Regions from separate parts of the Oryctolagus cuniculus genome. Here region 2 is linked to region 1. The links are chromatin contacts, called in public Micro-C maps. All regions are on one chromosome and are shown on one strand. The core of a region is the stretch at or near the end of the contact, and the rest is flanking DNA. Distances in the headings are between cores, read along the strand shown. Region 1 holds the start of DNAJC1 (DnaJ heat shock protein family (Hsp40) member C1). Region 2 has its middle 21 kb from the start of TRNAN-GUU.

What was found. A called contact is a pair of places that touch in the nucleus more often than the background predicts.
Region 2: a Micro-C map of ear pinna shows a contact between it and region 1, with 3 times the contacts expected there. The contact joins the enhancer-like site here to the promoter of DNAJC1 in region 1. A contact is called at or near these places in 3 of 6 Hi-C or Micro-C datasets (ear pinna, liver and an unstated tissue).

The regions. Positions count from the first base shown.
Region 1 is chr13:48,276,914-48,279,980 of mOryCun1.1, reverse strand. It overlaps DNAJC1 (DnaJ heat shock protein family (Hsp40) member C1), which reads left to right and starts at 1,518. Exons shown (of 12, transcript XM_002717400.5): 1 at 1,518-2,059. The coding sequence starts at 1,847. It overlaps LOC127483449 (a long non-coding RNA gene), which reads right to left and starts at 1,526. Exons shown (of 2, transcript XR_007909674.2): 1 at 1,105-1,526. LOC138844967 (a long non-coding RNA gene) reads right to left here. Exons shown (of 2, transcript XR_011381501.1): 2 at 2,936-3,067.
Region 2 is chr13:48,497,796-48,501,309 of mOryCun1.1, reverse strand. No RefSeq gene overlaps it. Among named protein-coding and RNA genes, the nearest start is that of TRNAN-GUU, 21 kb to the right of the region's middle. Within about 2 kb of position 1,684, at least 4 of the 8 cell types and tissues checked have an H3K27ac peak or open chromatin away from gene starts, as enhancers often do. A contact at or near this core is called in ear pinna, where this site is marked.

The DNA.
Region 1 (3,067 bases), core at 269-2,768:
TGGGAAAAGCATGAGGTCAAATGTTCAAAAATAGGGTAGCATTCTGATTTTCTGTTTTCACTTGATTCACAAGAGTAGGGAGTCAGGGAGGAAAAAACATGAGGTGGCCTAAACAAAAATAAATTACACAAAGAACAACAGTAGTGAAAAAAATTAAAAAGAGACTCATAAGGATCAATGTGAAAATTGGAGGGAAGACATTATTAACACAGAGAGAGGAAGTTTTAGCCTATATTTCTTTTTTTTTTTTAAATATTTATTTTATTTGAAAGGCAGAGTTACAGAGGCAGAGGGAGAAAAAAAAGAGAGCAAGCAAGCTTCCATCCACTGGTTCACTCCCCCAAATGGCCTCAAAGGCTGAGGCTTGGCCAGGGTGCATTTAAGAGTCTGGAACGCCACCCAGGTCTCCCAGGGTCTCCCACGTGGGTGGCAGGGGTTCTATCACTTAGGCCATCTTCCCTTGCTTTCCCAGGTTCATTAGTAGGGAGCTGGAGAGAGAGTGGGGCAGGTCAGACTCCAACCAGTGCTCATGTGGAATGCTGGCGTAGCAGGCCTGCTTTAACCTGCTGTACCACAACGTCATCCCTGCCTCCATGCAACTCTTTAAATAGACCTCAATTGGAAAAAGAATCCCAGCTGAGGCTGAGTAGGTTCTGGCGGTGAAATTAAACTTCTAAGACGGTCATTGAGTCACAAGTGTTAATTCGACCCAACTGCCAATTTTATTATGCTTGCAAAATTTTTTTTCTTCCTTTTGAAAACTTTATTTAAGGCAGACAGAAAGGGACAGTCAGAGTTCTTTTATCTACTGGTTCATCCCACAAATGCCAGCAATAGCCAGGGCACAGCTAGGTCAAGCCCTTGAGGTGGGAACTAAATCCAGGTCTCTCATGGAGGGCAGCAAGCTCTCCAGTACTTGAGGCTGCTGCCTTCCAGGGTGTGCATTCAGGAAGCTTGATCTGAAACAGAGGAACTGAGACTGGAACCCAGACACTCTGAGATGGGATGCGCGAGTCTCAAGCAGCGACCTCACTGCTGCACCCAACCCAACACCTACCTCTACGCCTGTAAATAAATCTTAATACATAATTTAAGTATACTCACACTTTTTTGGGTCTTGGCTTGCATTCCTTTTCTGCTTTCTTAAAAAAAAAACAAAAACATACTTTCTACTCGCTGTCTGGTTCAGTTTCCTCTATCATGGCTGATGGAATAATGAAAGGTATGGAGCGCAAGCTGTAATCAATAAATCAGGCCTTGAATAGGCTTCTGGTGTTCACTATGTGGGGGCGGGCAAGACGATAGGGACTTCGAAGGAAATCTACACGTGGTACGTTCCAGGTGGCTGCGTGACGGCCGTAAGTGCCCACGTGTGGTAATATGAGCAAACGCACGCAAACCTCTGCCCTAAGCACCACAGACCAAGAGGAATTTCTACAAGGCCCAGAACTGGGGCGCCCGGAGTCCCTACTTCCGGCCCCGCCCCTCGCCGCGGTTGCTAGGAGACGTGATGTCACCGGAAGCGAGGCCCAGGATAGGCTGAGGCGCGGGGAAGCCTCTCCCCCTCCTCTGTAACCTCGGCGCCGGGCGCTGGCCCTCCAGCTGTTTGTAGGCCTGGGAGTGAGGGTCCGGGGAAGGTAGTCCCGGCTGCCCGCCCGACGCTGCGGTCGCCGGCTCCGGCAGTCCGCGCACTCCCTCTGGGGCCGGCAGTCGGGTGGGCCGCTCCGGAGCGGCAGCCCGCGCTTCTGACTGACAGGCGCTACTCCCCACAGCTCGCGCTCCCCGCCACGTCCCCGGTCTCGGCCGACGGTACTGCCTGGCTAGTGACCTTTCCGAGCCCGGCTCAATGACGGCTCCCTGCCCCCGGCTGGCGCCGCTTCCTGAGCGCCGCGGGCTCCGGCTCGGGCCGTTCCCGCTGCCGCCGCCGCTGTGGCTGCTACTGCTGCTGCTGCTGGCGGCCGCCGGGCCGGCGCGCGGCTGGGAGAGCGGAGACCTGGAGTTGTTTGACTTGGTGGAGGAGGTGCAGCTCAACTTCTACCAGTTCCTCGGGGTACAGCAGGTAAGCGCAGCCGCGTGGGGTTGGGGCGGAAAGGGGTGGGAGGAGCGCTCGGACCCCCGTTTTCGTCCCGAGGAGCGGGGGCGCGGAGGGCAGGAGGACTTGGTCGCTGTGCTCCTGGGGGGTCTTCTTCCCCGCCGGGTCCAACGGGGTCTCCTGGCAACCCCTGCCTCGGTAGTGGTCCGCCTTCCCCACTTCCTCACCGCTGCCCCGGCTCCTCAGGTTCCGGTCTCGGTGACAGGCTGCGCGGTGCCCTCTGCCCGAGCCGTGATAGCGCCTGCTGTGCTGCGCTGGCCTCTCTGGGAAGACCCGGCCCACCCCCACCCCGGAGCGGAAGCGTGGTGTGGGTAGCCGGTTTCTTACACCTACCCTTTCCTGCCCTCCCGAATGGGAGAAAGAGGAGCCCCGTCTCACCCTAAATTGTTACGTTGCCGTTTGCGCGTATTTCAGCTGCCTTCCTTCCGAGAAGATAGGAATTCATTTTGGCCAGTGTCTTAGGTTTCAAAAGTTTTTTCTTGCGTTATACTTGGTAATATTTTAGCCCTTGGATAGGGGCTGGTATCAGTTTGAAAATCTCCATGCCGGCTGGCTTTTGGCGCAGTGGTTACAACGCCACGTGGGAACTCTATACTATATCTGAGTTCAAACCCTGGCTCTGCTTCGGATTCCAGCTTCCTGCTAATGCACACCCTGGGAGGCAGAGCAGATGACGACTCAAGTACTTGGGTCCTTGCCACCTGCGTGGGAGACCTGGCTTGAGTTACGGGCATTTGCAGAGTGAACCAGTGGTTGGGAGATCTGTGTTGTCCGTTTCTTTCTTTCTGCCTTGCAAATAAATAAGAGTTATTAAAATTTGTTGGAATTTGAAGCCTCTACCACGTTAGTCCTGGAACTCATAGGAGGATCGTTGTGGGCAGTAGTGGTACAAGGTGGAGCTACTGGAAGAGAAGCTGGCCAGTAGCACAGAATCTTAGTGTTTCTCCCTTTCCTTTTCTCCCTCCCCTTTCCTAC
Region 2 (3,514 bases), core at 435-2,934, 220 kb before region 1:
CTCTGTTTCAGAAACAGAAGCTGGGACCTGATGTGTGAGCTAGGCCCTACAGCTTGCCACTATTTTTAGATTTTAATTTTGTGGAATATTCTCAGGCAATCACATGGCCCTCTTACTTTGAAATTTAGATTTTGAGCATTTCACACACCCACCCACACACCCACACCCACACCCACACACACTCACACACACACACAAAACAGGAAAAAAGATCACCTTAACTAAAATGTCAAGACCAATGTCTGAACTTAGTCACTGACTCTTCATTTAGGAAAAAGATTTTGATCCCCAAGTATCTTGAAACCTGCTTTTCAAAAATGCAACTTTCCCAATAGAAGAATAAAAGATATTTGTCTTCCTTATGTATTCCTATTTGGGAAATGATCTGTTCTCCTTGTGGAAATCTGCAGTCTGAAAAAAGAAATAAAGACAAATAAGGAATGAACTACTGAAAATAATCTACATGCCATTTGAAAATCCAAGGGCCACTTAATAATGAAGTAGTCCTAAGATCGCCAGGCTGCGGCGTCCAGCGCCGGGCCGCAGGTGGCCACGCGCCGTCCGGGGCGCGCAGGTTGGGCTTCAGGGCGCGGCCGCCAGCGCCGGGCGAGCTTCGACGAGGCCGTTTGAAGTGGCGCTTTGGATGGATTCCCGGGTCTGTACGGCTCGGGACGCTCCGGGACCCGGCGACGCACTCAGGGCTGAGGCGTCAGAGGTGGCCGGGAAGAGAGGCCGGGGTGCTCAGGTGGGACACACGAGTGCGAACTCGACGTTTCCATCCACCAAGCGCTCGGCCCCCACGGCGCGCCCTGAGCACCTACCTCGACACGCTCCACTGCTCTGCTCCGGCCAGAACCCCGGGCAAGACGCCTCCGTGGGGCCGAGATGGGAACGCCTAGGAGCGAGGGCGCCGGCGGTCCCGACCGGCGGCGTGCGGGAAACCCGACGGCGCCACGGCTCGCCCCTCCGCGCCTCCTTCGCGCCTGCCTCCTCGCCGCCCGGCGGCTGGGGCGGGAGCCCAGAGCCGGGGAGACCCTCCGTTTTTCCCGCGGGGTCTTGGCTGAGCAATGGATGCTGCCAATTGCAAGGGAAAGGACAGGGACAAGAGTTCCTTTGGGGCGTGCTTGACACCCACCAAGGGCAGAGGAGAGACGCGACAGGAGCCAGCGCGGGGACGTCGGGGGTGAGAGGCCCTGAATTTCTGGGCGGTGAAGCGCTTCTCTGAAGGAGCCCCGAGAGCCCGGCCGCGCCTAAATCGCTGAGAGTCACCCGGGCAAGACCGATGCCTCGGCCGCCTGCAGGAGAGAACCCATCCCTCGCGTCCCTCCCGACCCTCCTGGGGCTCCCGGCCGAGCCCGGACCTGGGGCGCCGCGAGGGACAGCCCCGAGCAGGTGGCGGCGGCCCAGCGGGCACGGCTACCTCCAGGAAGGCTCTATTTTTGGGCTCCCCTGCCAAAATCCCCCCCTCCCCCCGGTGCGCGCCCTCTCCTCGTTCCCCACGGATTGAGTTCGTTTTTTGTTTTTGTTTTTTGTTTCCGGTTCCTTCGCTGATGCCCACCCGCGTGGCCCGCGCGCCCACCAACACCAAGGGCGCAATTCGGGGCGAGGTGCTCGCGGGGGCTGCGGCGGGCCGGCGCGCGAGGCGCTCCTTCCGGGCAGCCCCGAGGTGCAGGCCCGCTCGCGGCCGAGACGAGCGTGCGGAGGGCGGCGTGCGCAAGGGGTCAGGCCGGGGAGGGGGCTCCAAGGGCCGGGGCATAGGCGCCCGTCCCCCGCCAGGGCCCCGCCGGCCCTTCCCAGCTGTCGGACCCGCGCTGCTGAAGCTGCAGAAATGTGCTGGCGCCTGTCCACCGGCTGCGAACAAAACCAAACAAAAAAGCGGCGAAAGCAAAAGCGAATATGGCGCTGCTGAAATCCAGAGCGTCTTGCTGTTTCCTCTGCTCCGGACCCCGGCCCCCTCCTCCTGGTCCTCTGGCCTCCGCCTCCCGGGCGCTGCCCCTGCTGTTCCCCACCTCACGCCCCTCTGCTGCCCTCACTGGCACCCTCCGTTCCCCGACTGTCTCCCCTCTCGGTTCCTCTTTCTCCATTTTGTGTCGCAGGCGCTCTTCTCCTCGGTTCCCTTTCTGGTCTCGCGCTCCCCCGCCCGTCCCACTTTTCCGAGTGGAGGCGCGGGCGGGGACGGCGGGGATGGCGAGGCCAGGGGCGAGGGCTGCTCTGGTAAGGAAGGTGTTCCTTTAGACTCGAGAACCTGCTTTAAGCAGCTGCGCGCCTGGCGTCTTGCATCACCCGCCGGGCAGCTCCCGGGCCGCGGGCGGCGCGGGGCCGCCAGCCGAGCGCACAGGCCCTGGAGGAGGCTCGGGTTTGATGCTGAGGTCCGTGCCCTTTTTTGTTGATTGGTTGGCTGGTTGGTTTTTTAAAGCTTAGGATAGATGCGGATGTGCACTGGATGTACGTTTCCCTAGCGTACTTCCAATGAAGCTTTTGAGAGAAGCCTACGAAGAAGACGGCACTGTTCGTGTTGCTTGTTTTCTTTTGAACAGAGGTTACACCCAGACACGAAGATAGTTAACTTCTTTAAGGCTAAAAGGTCAGAAAATTAGCGCTTTCTTTTACATCAGGGCTGACCGCGACACACCCCCGCCCCCTTTCTTTCCTTCTTCTTTGTTTTCTAAAGATGAACTTTTTCAAAAAAGACTGATACTTTTTCGATACAAAACATCCCCAAATTGCGGTTCTGGGATAGTTCAAGGTCTCCAAGCGCTTGCCAGCCTGTGGAAGGATGGGAAATGGGTTGCTACATTCAGGAGAAACGGCGGGGTTTCCTACTGGAGCTCACTCTGCTGGAGACGCTCGCTCTCCGGCGGGGCAGGCTCGGCTTCGGTTCTTTCAGAGAGCCAGCTAAAAGGAGACACTCTTCCTCATAAAGAGACACAGCCACTCATCCTCTGACCTCTCTCAGTGTTCGTGAGAAGCTGGGTCCACCTGCAGTGTTGGAAAAGAAAATGGTTTTGCTTCCCAAGTTGTTTTTTTAAACTAACTGTATTTCACTTTCTTGACACCTGACCAGTGCGTTCTCACAGCCTTCTGGCTTGTTTTACCTCCTCGCCGTGGCCGCCACAGCCATAGCCTCCAGGAAAAAAAAGAAAAAAAAAAAAAAAACCAAAAACTGTTCATCCCTCAGGTGACTCTCACGTTCCTGGAATGATCCGAAAAGACCAGAATTTTGTAAGGTGACTTTTTTTTTTTTTTTTTAAATATATTAGGGTCGTGTTTGCAGGGAAAGAACCATTGAAGTTTTCCTTCAAAAAATCACCTTCCTTGGCTTTCTTTAATTGCCCTTATTAAAGTTAGGTCACAAATAGAACTTATCTTCAGACTCTTTCTTTATGAGAGGAGAAAGAACCCAGCCAGCGCAACTAGGCCTTATTAAATGCCTAGCTCTGGAATTGGTGCCTGCGAAGCAGGCTTGTTACACTGAGTTTCATACAGGTATTCCTATGGCTCAAACAGTTGATTT